Linked DNA regions of Zea mays: region 2 is linked to region 1. A link is a contact called in public Hi-C data. All regions are on one chromosome and are shown on one strand. Each heading gives the region's core, a stretch centred on a gene start, on an enhancer-like site or on the middle of the called end of the contact. The rest is flanking DNA. Distances are from core to core; before and after follow the strand shown. Region 1 has its middle 9.8 kb from the start of LOC103632803. Region 2 holds the start of LOC103632821.

Evidence for each region. Hi-C and Micro-C count contacts between places; a contact is called where the count stands out from the background.
Region 2: a contact with region 1 is called in a Hi-C map of tassel, with 5 times the contacts expected there. The contact joins the promoter of LOC103632821 here to the enhancer-like site in region 1. A contact is called at or near these places in 2 of 25 Hi-C or Micro-C datasets (ear and tassel).

Annotation. Positions count from the first base shown.
Region 1 is chr1:27,073,873-27,077,783 of Zm-B73-REFERENCE-NAM-5.0, forward strand. No RefSeq gene overlaps it. Among protein-coding and RNA genes, the nearest start is that of LOC103632803, 9.8 kb to the left of the region's middle. Within about 2 kb of position 2,564, at least 18 of the 20 cell types and tissues checked have an H3K27ac peak or open chromatin away from gene starts, as enhancers often do. A contact at or near this core is called in ear and tassel, where this site is marked.
Region 2 is chr1:27,321,948-27,325,896 of Zm-B73-REFERENCE-NAM-5.0, forward strand. It overlaps LOC103632821, which reads left to right and starts at 2,492. Exons shown (of 7, transcript XM_008654555.4): 1 at 2,492-2,819. The coding sequence starts at 2,683.

The DNA.
Region 1 (3,911 bases), core at 1,314-3,813:
ATTCAAGTTTCCACCACCATTTACACATTAGACAAATATTTATGACTCTTAACCTTTTTTCCTGTTAGCACAGACTCTATCCCACTTAACAAGGTGGTATTTTTTTCTATCTCCCCTACCTTGCCAAAGAAATTTTTTCGCTTAATGTCTAATTTTTTGATAGTTGTGCTAGGAAGAAGATACATCGACATATGATAGATTGGGGAATTGGATAAACAAGCATTAATCAAAGTAATCCTCCCAGCAATGGATAGAGAGCTCCCCTTCCAGCTATCTAGCCTTTTATCAAACTTCTCTTCCAACCTTATCCAATCTGCAATTCGCAGACGGAAAGGAGGACTCCAAGATACATCATGAGGAAAGTACCCATTTGGCAGTCAACGAGGTTACCCATTTGGCAGTCAACGAGGTTCACATACGCGCACGGATGATAATACGCTATCTTAATTTCTCTACTGGCGCAGCGTGAATCAGAGGAGACGGACGGATCGGCATATCACCAGATTCACCACCGCATGGCACGCTGCCTTGCCAAAAAAAAAAGTCCAGGACGAGGTGCGTGTGTTTCAGCAGCACGAGATCGCGGAGATCGGAGGGTGGTTGGATTATGGAATCGGGCATATACAAAATTGTCCAAAGTACGTGACGGACTTATAATAGACTTCACTGCCACGTTTATATCATACGGGTATGATGGCCACAAAATATATTTAGACCATCGTTTATTTAGAGCCCGAGCGAATAAAATAGCTTTTTGGGACGCTGACTCTACCAAGACCGACTTCATCAGATGCAATAATGGACTGCAAAGTTATATATGTTCCTCTTATCTAAAATACATACTTCATTCTTCATTCGTTCTTTTTTATTTATCGTGTTTTAGTTTAAAAATAAACTAGCGGGTGAAATTATTCGAGAACGGAGGTAATATATGAACCATCTCTTATTCGAAGTCTGAATAAAATAATTATGAAATTTCAAAGTTTTTTCTTCATCCAAACATGCAAAAAGTCGATCTAGCCGACTTTGATAGCCCTAGACCGGATCTAGACGTTGACTTTTTTTTGGCGACTTCGCTGTAGACGTATTGCTTTGCTCTATCTTGTAGGTAAATCCCTTTGTAATTGGCATATTCATCGTTGATCCATCATTCTTGTTTTTTGTCATTACTATTGCATCTGACCTAAAAGCCCGATCACATTTAGTTTTGATTCTCTTGTGGTCTTGCATATGCTATTGTGCACGTGTTGTTATAAAAAAATAGCAAGGCAATCAAATTCTATGTTCATGTAGTACCAACTACCAAGGTGTCACAACATAAAAACTACTACAAACTGTCTTGAGGTATATCTTGTAAATACAACCTGGTTTTTATTGTGTAAGTTCCTCGAATTCTCATGTTGTTGTTGCTAGTCATAATGATAGTATGATATATTAAATCGACTAATGGTAATGTTGGTAATGGTATTTATCATAGCCATCATAGTTCTAGTAATCATGGTCAAGAACTGATGCCATCTTTATTCTAGCAAAATACAGCATGTACGTCCTTATTCATCTGCAATAAGTTGACGATATATTCGTACATCAGTGATGCGCCCGTGTAGGTGGACAACGGCGCAATCAAGATGACGACCCGCGTAGATGGGGCTAATAGGTGTCAGCGCAACAGATCTGCCAGGTCATCGATTGAGATACATGTGTTTTTGATTTGGTAAAATTAGGATTACTTAGATTCGATTCGAGGTTATAGTTGTTTGATTGAGGAGGGGGTAGCAGGTCGCCGGCTCGGGCACCTATCGTGGCACTGTCGTCCGCGCGCCTGCGAGTCCTGAAGTCACGGGCAAGACCCCGCGCGCGACACCATCCTTGCAAGGTGCTCAGAACTTTTGGATGCTCATTGTAAATATTTGGAATGTGTTTGATATATAGAGATCATAGCAGTGCACATACATCTAACTAGCAAGAGAGTGTTTAGTCTCTCACTCTAAAGTTTAGTACATATCATATCGGATGTTTGAATACCAATTCCGAGTAGTAAATATAGTGTAATTGTAAAACTATTTATCGAAATGAACACTACACAGCAAGACGAATTTATTAAAAGGTTATATGTACTTGTTGATGCTAGATGATTTATAGAAAAAAATAAAATATACATTTTTATGATTGAATTAAGTCATTTTATTATAGTTACAGTCTAAAATAATAAAACCGTTTTGTGGGAGAAATATGGGAAACGCGTTTCTTGGTTACCTCTGTTTTTTTATTTAATATCGATAATGTAAACCCTGGTTCGAGGTCGCTTGGATTACTGCTGGGACTGGGAGAGGGTGAAGCCGGAGGAGGAGGATCGAGGACGGCCGCTGAGGCTGTGGCATCTGGCCTAGTAGCCGCCTGGCCTGGGGCCTTGCTGCCCATGAAAGTATCCGTAGCGAGACCTAGGCTGTCTGAGCCTAGCGCGCAGTAGGTGTCGCAGATCGGTCTGCTATACTACTGGTGGTGGCCTGGTACTTATATGGGCTCTGCCGTTGGAGATGATGGGCAAGGCCTTCCGAGGAGCCGAGATGAGGATTTAGGCCTTCCATTGAGTTGCGCTCGGGCCGTCCTCGGTGGCACGAACCAGTGGGCCAACGGGGCCAACGGGCCTAACTAATCGTGTCTGATGGATGGTCCTCCGTTCCAGAGAAATCAGACCTGCTGGCTGTGGGCCTGTGGCTGAGGAGCCGGCAGTGATCCATCGAGTGCTACTGTTTTCTTTTTTCAGAACAGCGTGCAGCAAAGGCTCACTGTGCAGTTTAAACACCTAAAAGACCCGACAAGTCGGTGTTGGTACTGAGGACGAACCCAGACCGAATGATTGCCTCGCCCTCACCACCTATTTCTTCCCATCTGAGGTCTGCACTCTCACCGGTAGTACAGCACAAACAACACACTCCCAAAGTAGACAAGTTGTGTTCAAACCGCGGATCAGAAACAAATAAAGCGACCCCGCATGCACGTCAGGTACCAACCCAAATCGGGACCCTCCCCCCGGCTCCGGCCGGTGTCTCCCAAGTTAAACGGCCGCCCGCGCCAATAATTACCACCACACCCCGGTAGAGAGATGGAGTAGAAGAAGAAAAAAAATCATCCGCCAAGCCGCGATCCGCGACCGCAGCGCATCGACGGCGCACCCCCCTCCCCTCCGGTCGTCGGTCCACAGCAGACAGGCCGCGTCATTGCAGATTACTGCACCACCGCATCGCATCATCGCAGCGGCCCGCATGAACGAACACGAGCCCCCATTTTCCGCGCGGGTTGCCGAGCCGGCAGCCCAGCGCGGACACGGGGAGCTAGCGGCGGTCAGTTCAGTACGTCAGTCACACTGGTCGCGCCGAGAGCGGGACGACGGCACGCCAACTAAGGATGAAAACGGCCGGTAACGGTCGGAAAAAACCTCTCACCGTTTTCACCCGCATAAATTTTTGTTCGGTCGGAATCGGTAAACGGGAAAGTCGGAAACGGATAACGACCGGTAAATTCCGGTATATCGAAAACGGATAAATCCGAGCAAAATAGCTCGAAATTGATCGGGAAACGGTAACTGTAATCGGAAAAGCTCACAATAAACAAATCCTAACCACACAGATGTTCATTCACATCCACATACAAGTCTCATTCACAAAAGTACACAAAACACAATCTTGTCCACATATAATTGGTCATACACTCATCCATGTCCACTCTTAAATTATAACACACAACACATAAGTCTTAAAACACGATTGTTCATTCACATTCACATACAAGTCTCAACCACACAAATATACAATACATAGTCATGACCACACATAAATGATCATACATGTTCACTAAAGTTTTAACCACATAGTATATAAGTCTTAAACACACGATACATAAACTAGAAA
Region 2 (3,949 bases), core at 1,242-3,741, 250 kb after region 1:
TTCAACTAGTTTTTGCGCATAAGTCCCAAACGGCTAGATTTGGAGCCCCACCTATATATACTCACTCCTACCTCTCTCTTCCATAGAAGAGCACGCATTCAACTCTATTCCTAACCTGAGAAACACTCCCCACTCTCTCTCACACACATCTCTTGCCTCTGCCATTTCAAATCTTTTGAGAGAAATCTTTGAGTGAGATTAATAGTTGCGGATCTTGGTGCTTCATCTCCAAATCCAACTTGTTCTTCTTGATTCGAGCTTTGGTGCGACAACAAGATCTTTCTGGTTCATTTCTCTTGGAGCTCCAAGCTCCTAGACGACTAGGTGTCACTTATGAGTATCCAAAGCTTGTGGAAAACCACAAGACGTTTCCATTACCCACTCTTTTGAGCAAGCTCTAGTAAGTGACCTCACTTGGATCTTTGTGGTCGGTGAGGGGAGGATTAGGGTTGAAAGAGACTTGATTCTTTGTAGGTGCCTCAAAAAATTTCCCATAGACTTGTGGTGTGTATGTTTTGAGAAGTTTCCCTCTCAGATCTACTTCCTACAACCCTAAGGAACATCTAGGACATCACATACGTAAAGTTTATTTGGTGATTTTAGAGATCAATTCAATTTATTTCACATTTTCAAGTTGAACTGGTTCAAAGCGGTTGAACTGGCATGCACTATTTGAACTAGTTATTCTCAGTTCGTTTTAAGTTTTTGATGAAATTTTTAGGTGTAGCCTATTCACCCCCCATAGGCTACGTTCAATTAACTGGATCATGATTTTTTTTTCTAAAATAGGCTACACTCCTCAAATGCTTCTACCGAGAGCAGGGTGTGGAACCTTTCCTTAACTTTAGTGGTTGCTAGAAATTGTTGGAGAGTGCAGTTCGGTTTTTTAGCAATGGAGAAGAGCCTTGAAAACTCGGTTGATAGATGGGTATTATTCCAAACATTTAACTAACAAAGGAAGGTTCTCGCATCCCCAACAGATGGGCATAGCAATACCTCTATAATCATCTGCTAGTCTGCCAATGTGCTTCCACAAGAAGGAACCTTTTCACTAGGGTTCTGGGGAATACGGCCCCCTATATAGGTAGAATTCCAAATCAGCTGAACCCAAGGAGTATTCTTTCTGTTATAAACCATGTGAATGTGTTTCATTAGCAAATCTCTATTGTGCATATGAAGGTTTACCACTCCTAGACCACCATTAGCTTTTTGCATGGTAACTTTGTCCAAGGCTATCGTGGGCTTCTTTTGTGAGGTTATATCATTCCCTCTACACAAGCAATCTCTCCTAGCTCTATCAATAAATTTAACGATTGCATCCAAGAGCTTGAGAGTACACATAGTGTAGGTGGGGAGTGTAGACAAGGTGGAGTTGATAAGAGTTAATCTTCCAACCATAGTGAGCCAAGTGGCTATTGTCGAGAGTCTTCTTTCAATTTTGTTCATAATTAGAAGAAAATTATCCACCTTGGGTTTTGTTGTACCCATGCGAAAGCCCAGGTTGGTGAAGGGGTAGGATCCAATCTAACAACCAAAGACTTGGGCCAACTGAGCAATTTTGATCTCGTCCAGATTTATGGAAATAAGACATGATTTGTTAAAGTTGACCTTCAACCCAGTGGACCGAGAAAGAGAGTGAAGGATGCCCTTTAGGAAGAAAAACTATTTTTGGGACACCCTCATGATCAGAAGAGTGTCATCAGCGTATTGCACAACAGGAAAATCCAAAGAAATATCTTGCCCATTATAGCATTTTTATCGTCGTTAACTCGAAGCAACTTTCTCACAACTCACAAACATATTCTTAGAAATACTCTCCATCTAGCACCCTAAGGCCATTCTATGTGGAAGTTTAATGGGCACGATTAACTAGAGTGACACATCATCTAAGGAGGTTTGAAACTATGATGAAATAGTCTCATACAATGCATAGTTTTATCTTTGTTGTTTCCTAGGTCACATGCAAGACACATATATCTCGAAAACATTGTACATTGGATTTCATCCCCATGAAAATCATTTCATATTTTCACCATTAATACACTAACATATCATAAAAACGCTAACATGACAACCTATTTAATGTCCATAGAACTCCCACTGATAATGCCTAAGAGCATCTATAGTAATTATTATGTAGACAACTTTCTAATATGAATTTAAGAAGTTTTCAACTCTCTTCTCCAACAATTATATAAAGTAGGTCCCTAATTTACAATGTTCCTAAAAAAACTCAATTCCATCCCTACAGTTACTAACCTCGAGTCTCCTAAAATCGACGTTGGTGCTAAATTCATCACGAAAATCATACTCCAGCCACCGTATTGTGTCGTCACACCATCTTTATGACCATAAATCCATCTATATCGCTCCTTCATGTCGCTACTAACAGACAACCTCTATGCCAAGGCGTCACTAGAACACCTCCAATGTTACTTCCACGTTATGTCGCAGGGACCTCCATGGATGCGTGTGCTTGTCACCATGACCATTTGCGTTTTTATCGACAACTCTAAACTTCCAAGACGTGATGAAAGGTGGTTGATACAAACTACTCAAGTCTGCCAATGGCTTAAAACACACTTTCACAACCTGTGTACCTGACTAACCCCGTGACGTCGGAGGGTGGAGGCTTTGCCTAAACCCTCGTTGCTGGCCCCTTAACCTCACCCTAACCCGGCCATGGTGAGCTCGGATCCGGACGGGAACGGAGGCGCGCCGGACGTCTCCGAGCTTTTCTGCCACTACAACTCCCTCTACTTCCGCGATTCCCTCGGTTCGTGCGCTGTCTCATGGACCGAGGACCCACTACCTGATTGGTGAGTGCCGCCCCATCCCACATATTCGAATGGCGTACGGGTTCAAATTCCGGGTTACAAAAATCGTTGTTTCGGATGATGGATTATTTCTTGGTTGAAAGTTATCCCTTGTTTCATATTTCTTATAACTTGATTTGATACATTGCAATACAATTTGGGAGAACCTTGCCGTGAATGAATTTCAAGACCAAGACGGGCTAGCCCCTTTCGTCTCGTCAATCTATAAATCTCAGCTTCACACCTGTAGAAATCAGGATTCATGATAACCCCTTATTGTTCATTAGATTATTCCTAAAACTAAGTTTACTGCATCCAAGGGAATACTCGATTTTCAGTAATTGCACCCTGAACATAGTATGTGATCCTAAGCGCTGCATGTGGCCATCATTGCTCGCCTCTGAAGATTTCATTGATTTACTTGTTCATCTACTGAATTATGTTGCTGGAGTGTTGTCATGATGACTTAGGTATATGCTGATTTTTTTTATAAGAGGAAGGGGACAATAGAGAAAATAGTGTTAGGTCAATTGCATTGATACCTTTGGTCAGAGCTGCACACATGATATATTTGCTAGTCGGTTACACAAGATATGAGCCATCAAAGGCACTATTTGAATGGATAAAAAGGTTCGGGCCGAACAACTTGCTGACTATTTATCTTGGCAACACATTCTAATATGATTGTTTTATGACCTGCATTTATATATTCTTGTGGTTATGTTTGTGGTTCGACCGAAGCATTTAAACTAAGCTCAGACAGCTCTGAGCCCCAAAACTATGAATTTTATGCTGAATCTCTATTGCTTCGGAAGTCCTTTTGTGTGTGTTGGGGGGGGGGGGGGTACGTGTGTGTGGCTGTGTGGGTCTGAGATTTGTCCTGTCATGTTATCTAGTGAAGGCCTCTCGAATGTCCCTGGTGGTAATTCAGGAATCATCTACCATAAACAATTATGTATTCTCGTTGAATTTATTTTTGAGACACAGTTATGCAATCTTTGCATTAGGTTTGTTAAACACTGGGCATTTTCCCTTCTATTGCACATTGACCGTTTATAGCTTCACGTCTTCTTACAGATTTCAGTGGTATTAATGTGTAATTTTGATGAATAACATTAACCACTTCCAGTATT